2 separate regions of the Mus musculus genome follow, and region 2 is linked to region 1. The links are chromatin contacts, called in public HiChIP or PLAC-seq maps. All regions are on one chromosome and are shown on one strand. Each heading gives the region's core, a stretch centred on a gene start, on an enhancer-like site or on the middle of the called end of the contact. The rest is flanking DNA. Distances are from core to core; before and after follow the strand shown.

What was found. HiChIP or PLAC-seq counts read pairs in DNA pulled down with a chosen protein or histone mark.
Region 2: a contact with region 1 is called in an H3K4me3 HiChIP or PLAC-seq map of embryonic stem cells, with 7 times the contacts expected there. The contact joins the promoter of Nfasc here to the promoter of Cntn2 in region 1. A contact is called at or near these places in 9 of 39 promoter capture datasets (3T3-L1-derived adipocytes, the HPC-7 cell line, HPC-7-derived erythroid cells and 5 more), 8 of 484 Hi-C or Micro-C datasets (cerebral cortex, cortical neurons, embryonic stem cells and 2 more), 9 of 115 datasets of contacts at active chromatin or transcription factors (differentiating embryonic stem cells, embryonic forebrain, embryonic hindbrain and 4 more) and 2 of 9 other capture datasets (embryonic stem cells and macrophages).

Annotation. Positions count from the first base shown.
Region 1 is chr1:132,540,081-132,544,272 of GRCm38.p6, reverse strand. It overlaps Cntn2 (contactin 2), which reads left to right and starts at 1,333. Exons shown (of 23, transcript NM_177129.5): 1 at 1,333-1,550.
Region 2 is chr1:132,738,674-132,743,223 of GRCm38.p6, reverse strand. It overlaps Nfasc (neurofascin), which reads left to right and starts at 1,427. Exons shown (of 30, transcript NM_182716.4): 1 at 1,427-1,553.

The DNA of each region.
Region 1 (4,192 bases), core at 84-2,583:
TATCGGGGATAGGCCACCCTGGAGGAGGTGGATATGACTGTCTAGTCACAAATTTAATTAAAAATTACCTGAGAAACATCTTAGTAGAGTTTAGGCATCTCTGTATCAGAACAAAGACGTTGTGCTTTGGAGGTGTGCCCGCCCTTGCGGGGCACTGAGAGAAGAGAGGCAGAAGTCTCTGAAGCATTAGGATCCTCATTCTTCCCCAGGCCCACAGCCACTGGCCAGTCAGCAAGACAGGAGCCGCGTTCCTATTTGACAGGTATCACGTTTGAAACTCAGAGGCTGGCCAGCTTTGCCAGCTGTTGCAGCATCTGGGCCACTAGCCAGTTTGGCCCTGGACAGCAGGCAACCCAAGTGGGGTGAAAAGACAGTGACAGCCTGTCAGGGCTGACTGGTGCTGCAGATGGTGGGTCCCTCTGCCTGCAGACTTCAGTCTTCCCGAGCATGTCACCACACGACAGGTGCAGGGCAGGAGGGGTACACTCCTACCCAGGGTGAACCCCTGGAATCTCAGAGCTAGCAGAGGCCTCAGCCATCTTTAACCATTGCAGGTTACCAGTGTGGCTCAAAGGAGGCAGGGGACTTAGCCAAACACACACATCCTATCAATAGCAAAGACTCCAGACCCACCAGCTTTTCATGAAGTCTCACCTTTTGCTGTCTAAAAGAGGGCTGGATCTAGGGGTACCCGTGTACAAAGGTGTCCAAACTCAATTGTATAGTTAATATATTTTGCACATTACGATGTATTTTGTGGTCTCATTTTCATAAATTAATTCTCACAACCCAAGTGAAAATATAAACCTAGAGGTGGGTATTCAAATTTGTTAAGAATGGGTTAAGAATCTGAGACTTTTGCTATTTTTAATGTCTTTTACAGTTTAACCATTTTGACAGCAACAACGACAAAATTCCATGTTACTTCTGGGCAAATACAAGGAAAAGGAACGTGATGGGCGAGGGGACCGGGATAATGGAGGCTGAGCCCTTCTTCACAGCTGCCCCGCACAGCAAATTGGAGGCTTGCTGTGGATCCCATTCTCTAACAAGGGACTAGGTAAGGAGAGAAGCGAGACGCCGGGTGCCCTTGTGTCTCCAGAATTTCAGAAGCAAGAGACACTTTTTTGTGCCTTCTCAGAGCGCCCCTCTGCAGCTTTGGGCTGGGCACGGAGCTGGCCAAGCTTGATGGAAGACGGCAGCGCTCTGGCTCACTCCCTGGTCCTTAAATGACAGCAAATGAGGTAAAGCCAGGAGGGTGGGGACGGCGGGGTGGGAGGGGGCAGAGGAAGCCATCTCCGGCCGAGCGTTGGCTGAGGAGCCGAGCCAGCCAGTGAGCGGAGCCTGCGAGAGGGAGGAGCGCATCCTGATGCAGAGATGCTGCAGTGGCTCGGGGCGCGCACACACATACGCACCCTCGCCCGCTGCCGCCACGCCAGGACAGCCAGTGGCTAAGGCCGGCGGGGCCAAGCAGCCCCGAGGCTGGCGGCAGGGTCTGCTCACCAGGCAACCGCAGCACTGCCCCAGCCAACACCCTTCCCGCACTCTAGGTAGGTGCCTATCATTTTTGTCTGTTCCAGTTCAGAGGTTTCCCTGGGTGCTGTTTCAAGAGGGGCTCCCGGCTCAGCCCTTATAAATGTCTTCCTTGAAACTTGGGAGGGGACAGGGACAGGCAGCAGGCTGGGTCCCAATTGATCTCTCATCCCAGCCCCATAGTAGCGACCCCGCAGGCTCTTACCCGTCCTGTCTAGGTGGGTGGCATTCTGCAAGGCCTGATTTACTGGTCCAGGAAGCTGGCCCCTGGGAGGGTCCAGAAATCTGAGCAGGCAGTGGTAACTACCTGCCAAAAGGGTAGGGGCTCCAAGACCTGCCCTGGACCCCAGCCAGTGCCCAGCAGCTCTGTAGGGCCAGGCTCTACCCTGTCCCTGGAACTCCCTAGATGAACCTGAACCTGAGTTTCCAAATGCTGAGTTCATGTGGGGGGCTGCTTTTGCCGGGTGACCTCCTTGTGAAGTCTTGGTTCTGCTGGACTAGGAAGGCTATTGAAGAGAGGCGAGAACAGAACACAAGTTTGGGTAAAGGCTGTCCAGAAGCTGGAACTTGGGAGAGAAACTGAGGCAAGTCACATCCCTCCAAGGGTGAGGCTGGAATGTAGCCTGCAGTTCCTTTTCCCCTCCTCCCTCCTCAACCTTGTCTTCTCAGATCCCTCCCCCTCAGCCTCCCTGGTGGGAGGGAAGGATTTGCTCAAAGTTTGGCTTTCCAGGGGATTCTAGAGAGAGGGGGTAACCCCTCTGCCTAGCCCCATAGCTTATGTAATGGGCTACAGGAGGAAACAGCCCCAGCCAGGGAGTGTCTGTCACCACCTCCAAGACTGGCTGCAGCACTGGGGGGGCAAGAGGCTAAGGTGAAGCCATGCCTAGAGACTAGTGTCTTGGGCTGCACAGGCAGCCTGGACGGTGAAGCTCTGCCCCCAACCCTACCCCATCCCCACCCCATCCCCACCCCTGGGAGGTAGGGGGAGTTGAGCTTCCTTCCGGTCTTCAGGGTAAAGACGCCAAAGTTGTTAGTACATTTGTAACTAGTGTGACCAGCACAGAGTGGTTCTGCATGCAGTGACCTCAGTCCTGTACAAGGGTGGGTTTGAACCCTTCTGCCTAGGAGACAGGAGAGGGAACTGTCCGCATAGCCTGGTCCTGAGCAGCTGGGCAGCTATTTCGGGCACTCCCCCAAACCCCTATTCAGATGCCCCGTCATCCACTTAGCTTCTGAGATGATCTAACACTTGTCCCAGGTCCTGCTCAAAGGGACCAGCTACACTACTAAATGACACGGGCAGCCAAGAGTGGACCACCTGTGGGAGGGGCAAGTGTGACTGAGGCTCCAGGGGCGGGGCCGGGAAATGGTCCGGTGGTTGAAACAGGTGTCATGTTTCAGGGCTGCCTCCGAGTCAGGAGCGTTCAGCTCCTCCCAGGGGCCCCAGCGGCAACCTCTAGGCTCTGGCAGAACCACTCAGTGCTTCTTGCACAAGGTCAAAGTCCTTCCTACTGTCTTGTGGGAATCTTTGCTAATTTAGAGGCAGTCCGGGGATGAAGCAAACAGATAGGAGGGGCTTCTGAAGTGATAGCATCAAAGACACTCAAGGTCCCACTTGCCTCCTTCAGAAGCCACTGCCCTTGTCGGGAAGAAGTGAGGGGTTTAAAGAGAAGGGCTACTGACGGGACTGGTTTCTCCCCTTCCCCAATCTCCACCAGGCCAAATCATCCTTTGCACCTGCCATCCCAGAGCATGTACTCTTCAGATTCCAGCCCTGAGGTCACCCTCAGACTGTCCCCAGTGGCCTTCGCTGGGCACCTCCACTTCCTGACACCGCTTAAGTGGAGGCATGTGTATTAGCTCTGAGTCCCCATGATCCACTAGACAGCTGTATGTACTGCGCTGGACTGACTCCAGATCAGTCCTAGGAAGTGTATAAGCTGCAGGAAACACCCGAACCAGCCTCTATGCTGACACTATCAGCCACGCATTTGTGAGGGCTTGAGGAGTACAAGGTCTTTCTGGCAATAAGTGTCTCAAGCCAGATGACGGATGAGAAGACTTCAGAGCCAATCTCCAAGCATGGATATGGTGGTATTTGTGTTCTTGGAGAGACTCAGAGTGGAACGAGAGCATCAGGGAAGAAGTGGTTTATCCACACAAAGGGAAGAATCAGAGCGAAGACTATGCCACTGGGGTATAAGGAACTTACATTAGACAATAGAGGACACTTCTGGGCAGGAAGCCGAGCCATAGGACAACCTCCTGTCACATAACTGTAAAGATGGCCGCAGATCTGGGGTCAGTGTTGGGTCTAGGCTTGAGACAGTCATGCCAGAGGCAGGAGTTAGGCTGGGATGCAGGCACATTTCTTCCAGCCTCAGGCCATCCTCTTTCAGATGGTAAATGATGACATCCTTGTCATCTTCCCACATGCTGGCATTTCTGGTTCTCCCAGGGGGACCACTGCCTCTCATCTAGACCAAAATTCCAGGACTATTGCTAACTTGGAACACCCACAGGGGTGACTTCACCTTCCTGGAAGAGTTGAACCTTTCTGTGGTTGAATGAGTCCTTGCTACAAAAGGAGTCCATGTCTCTCTGTCTACTAAGCAAGGCGCAATCAAAAGCAAAGCTTCACCTTAAACCTGAGTATCAT
Region 2 (4,550 bases), core at 178-2,677, 200 kb before region 1:
GAAAATAGCTGCCTCTTGCTGCTCTAGGGATCCACACAACAGGATGCAGGGAGCTGGCCTCTTAGGATAGGAGAATTCTTTATTCCAGGGACCAGGCCACCACTGGATGCTTTTAGTAAAGGGGGGTGAGGGAACTCTGCCCTCCACACAGACCTGAGTGCTTTCAAGTGCCTTCCCCAAGTCTTCTAAGAGTCTGTCAGGTGTTTGGGACCTACCAGGGTCCAGGGACCCTATCCCTCTGGTTGGGTTGACTGGCTCCTTAGTGTCATCTGGTTCTGGTAGGGTGAAGTCTCATTCTCAGGACTAATACCAGGGTGATGCTGAAGTATTGGTTTTAAGTGACTTGCTGCTTTGTATATGTAGTAACCTTGAAAAAAATCGCCCAGGATTCTGACAATCTTGCTTCAAGGCTTTCAAAACTGGCCTCCCTCCCTGCCTCCTCTTTGCCTCCCATCTGCAGCTGTTGGGTTGGAAGCCCCTAGCTGAAGAGAGGCCATTTTGTCAGTGAGTGGATGAGCCTTTACTGAGCACAGGCTATGTGTGGGGCAGGGGGGTGATCTGCAGCGTCTCTTTTCCTGAGCCCACAGGCAGAGGTGGGTTGGGGGGGATGCTGAGACTGGCAGGTGGGTTCAGGTCTAAGTAGAGGTGATACCTGGGTGTGATCACAGAAGGAGTCTCAGAGTGAGTCTCAGAGTGGTGGTGCCTACGGGGCTGTAGTTTTAGGCAGGGAGCTGAATTAGAAGCTTCTAAGGGCTCATTCAAGGTGGGAGGGGGTACAGGTCTCCACCTGTGCACATTAGCTGAGGTCTACCAAGGGGGCGGGATCTCAGCTAAGACGCAGCCCACTTTGCATGCTCAGACCTGCTCAGTCACCGAGGCAGGGCTAACATTTGGATATGTGGTCTCCAAGTTCAAGGTTTTTCCACTCTAACTCAAGTCTGGGACAGTGCCCCGAGTCTCCCCCGGGCAGAACAATTCTTACAGTTTTAAAACAAGACCCACCTGTAATGTCCTCATGCTTTTTCTTTTGTTTGTTTGTTTGTTTGTTTTTTGCCCCTTGTCAGCTTCGGATGAACAACTCAGTGGAAGTTTTTGGAGGGAGCTATGCTCTCCAAAGCTGTGGACAAATTCCTGCCCCTAAGAACTCATAAAGGGGTTATTTGCAGGACAGACCGCAACAGTTCTGGCTCCAGGTCCTACGACAACACGGAGTGCCACTCTTCTGAAGGAGTATCCAAGATCAAGGGAGAAAACAGGGTTCCCAGACTCTGGTTCTGCAACTTGATCCTTAGCGCGTGGGGCGGACTGTGGCACCTGAGCATCCGTCGGAGCTGCTGGGTCCTGGTCCCAGCTTCTCGTACGCAGGGAGGGGTTCGGGGGCGCGCACGCAGGCCGCCGGGGACGCGCTGGCCGCCCGGGGGCGCGCACGGGCTAGTCTCTGCCCTAATGCGGCGGCTGGCAGCGAGAGGTGCTGCAGGGGACGCGAGGGAAGTGGCGGCGCCGGGAGCGGACATCTGGGACTGCGCCCGGGGCTGGAGCCCGAGCTCCTCGAGGTAAGGTGAGCGCGGGTACCCGGTAGGGTAACAGAACCCGGTCTCGGAAGCCCAACCAGCGGCACCCCCTTTGATTCCGCTCTCCTCAGTCCATCTGCATCCCCCGACCTGTCCCATCCCCCTCCATCCACATCCCTGTGCTTTTTTTTCTCTACACTGCCACCTGCCCGGAACCCACCAGATTCTGGCAGTGTCTCCCTCCAGCTTTCAGCCCTCTCCACCCTAATACCCTTTCGGACTCGGCTGGCAACATCCCATATTCCATCCCTCTCCCTCGCTCTCTCTCTCTTTCCTCGCTGTCTCAGCCTCACCATTGGAGACCAGCCAGCCCCTGTGTTTTCTCTCTGTACACCTCACTTTTCAGTTCCCCATTCCACTTATGTTTTCCTGCCTCACCCGTGGCCCCTCTGCTTGCCCTCCCTCCCGCGGCCCTGTGTAGTGCTGGCCTTCGGTTGCTCCCTTCCAGTTTATCCTCCCCGGTCCCCATCTTCACACCCAGTCCCAACCCCTTCACAGTGGCTTCCTTGTTTCCTCATCCTGCACACTCCCTCTGGAACATCTCCCCTACTCTCCTTGGTTCCTAGCCGGCCTACTACCCATCACCTTCTCTGCCTGCCCTTCGTGGTGATGTAGGTCCGGTGCTGACTGGGCTTGGACTCAGTCTACCCACCCTTGTATCGTCCTACTCTGCCACAGAGGCCTAGGGCTCAGTGGGCCAGGTGTTCACTGCTGTGAATTCAACCTCTCTAAAGCCCTTTGCTGCATGTTTGAGCCTGTTCATAGCTTTGGAAGAGAGATACTTGGGTTTGTAGGCCTCTGTGTGGTCCTCTCCTCTCCTGGAACTATTCAGGTTTGCTTCCTAGATGGGATCAGAAAGGGCTTGAGGCTGGGAGAAGAGGCAGGTCTAAGGGAATGGCCCTCAAGCTCCTGAGACTTGTCCTGAGTCCTGGGCTGCAAAAGCCTGGCAGAGAAACCTTGCTGGAGGGCCTAAGAGTTGGGGTCTTAGCAAAGACTTTTCCTCAGCTTCCAAGCCAGCATTCTGGCATCAGGAATGGTCCTGAGTGTGACCCACGACATGGCTGGGAGTGGTCAGAGTGCTGAATCACGGAGGCTGTGGTCCCACAACAGCCCACCTCACTCACTGAGCCAGGGTCTACTTTTCATTCCTCCCTTGGCTTACTGGCTGAGTTATGCATGCTGTGTGTATGTGTGTTGTGTATGAATGTGTATGTTGTGTATGAACATGTATGTGTGTTTTGTGTATGAGTGTGTGTGTGGTTCTGGACAAAGATGCCTCCTCTAGCTCCAGAGGAGAGGGTGACAATATTCCTCTTCTTGCCTGTCTCTTTCTCTGATAGGAGGGCCCTGATGTGCCTCCTCTAACCTTGGAACTGAGGTGAGCCCTGCTGGGCCCAGATCCAATCTTCAGTAAGGCAAGGGCAGGCCATAGCCTTTGAGACCAGGGTGCACAGGAGATGTGTGGTTTGAATAGGGCCAGAGACCAGCAGGTTCAGATCCCATAGAACTTAAGCCTAAGTAGAAGCTGCCCAGGGAGAGGGTGTGGAGCAAGGAAGACCCTGGAGAGGCTGTGGGGGCAGCCAGAGGAAAGGAGGCAGAACTCAGTCCTCCCTGTGACCAAGGATGCTGGATCGGTGGAACTGCATGCAGGAGGCAAATGAGAGAGAGGAGGGATCACCTTCCTGTCCAGTACATTTCACCTTTTGCCTTGACTAAGCTGGTTCTTCAGAGAGAGACAATTTTCTACCCTTACTCTTTGGATTAGGCCGAAGGAGTGTGTGTGTGTGTGTGTGTGTGTGTGTGTGTGTGTGTGTGTGTGTGTGTGTGTGTGTGAGAGAGAGAGAGAGAGAGAGAGAGAGAGAGAGAGAGAATATGGTATTACTAAGAAAAGAGACAAAACCCAAGAAATTGTATATGCCTTTGTAAAATAGGGCTGGCTTCCCAATCCCCTGTCTCAAAGACTCCTCTAAAACCCTAGGCTTTAGAGGAGGTAAGATACAAACTGCAGTCTGGCCCCGGCAGTTTCCCCAGAGGTTCTTGCTTTGGAATACTGAGGGGCTGAACACAGCTGACTGAAACGTGGGCTGTGGTAATTCCGGATGGCCTCCAGACTGTGTCTGTTCAGGGGACACGGTGTTGGGAGACTGGCTACATCGGCTTTGTCACCCTTCTTGGTCCCCTCCCCGTTGCCTGTGGGGGCAGGGCGGGAAGCTTCTCCTGGCGTCGGGGCCTCCGATCTGCCAGCTTTTCCTGGTATCAGAGAAGCATCACCTGCAGCTGTTGTCGGGAGCTGATTGGATCAAGGCTCTGACGTTGAAGTGCTTGATTGGGGCTCAGGTTAAATGGGGCTTCTGATAACAGCCTACATATTTCCCAGCTTTGTGCAACGAATCTCAGCCCTTGCCCCCTTGTTTGGCATCACAAAAGCTACAGAGAGTTAAATCCAGGCACGCCAACAGCAGAGCCAGCTCCCCAGGGAGCAGGGGCAGGACCTGCCAATTGTGCTTCACTGGCTGGCTCAGGTGGAACTGCATGCAGGAGTGGTTCCCTGTGGACAGAAGCAGGCTCTGCTTACAGTGGCTGGCTGGTCCTTTCACCGTCACACGGAGGGGTGGCTGAGATCTGAGGTTTGGGTTTGAGGTGGGGCAGATCTCAGGAGGGTCCTGTTTTTGCAGTGACTCTGGGACAGGCTTTCTCCCATCATCTGTCACAACTTGTTCCTCACTTCCCATGCCACAATTCTCTCCCAGGCTGGTCTGGATGCCAGAAGTATGGCGATCTCTGAAGCCATCCAATCGTTGTGGGTGTGAGCATCTCCTTCTGTCTTTAGAAACAGAAATCCTTAGGGAGTCAGGAAGGAAGGGGCAGAATGGTCCTGGTCCTACTGTGTTTGATTGGATGGAAGCTGTGGAGGGTGAAAGGAGAGGAACTTGAGTAAGACTGGGTTCATGTTCACTCCTGCCTCAGATGTTTATTAAG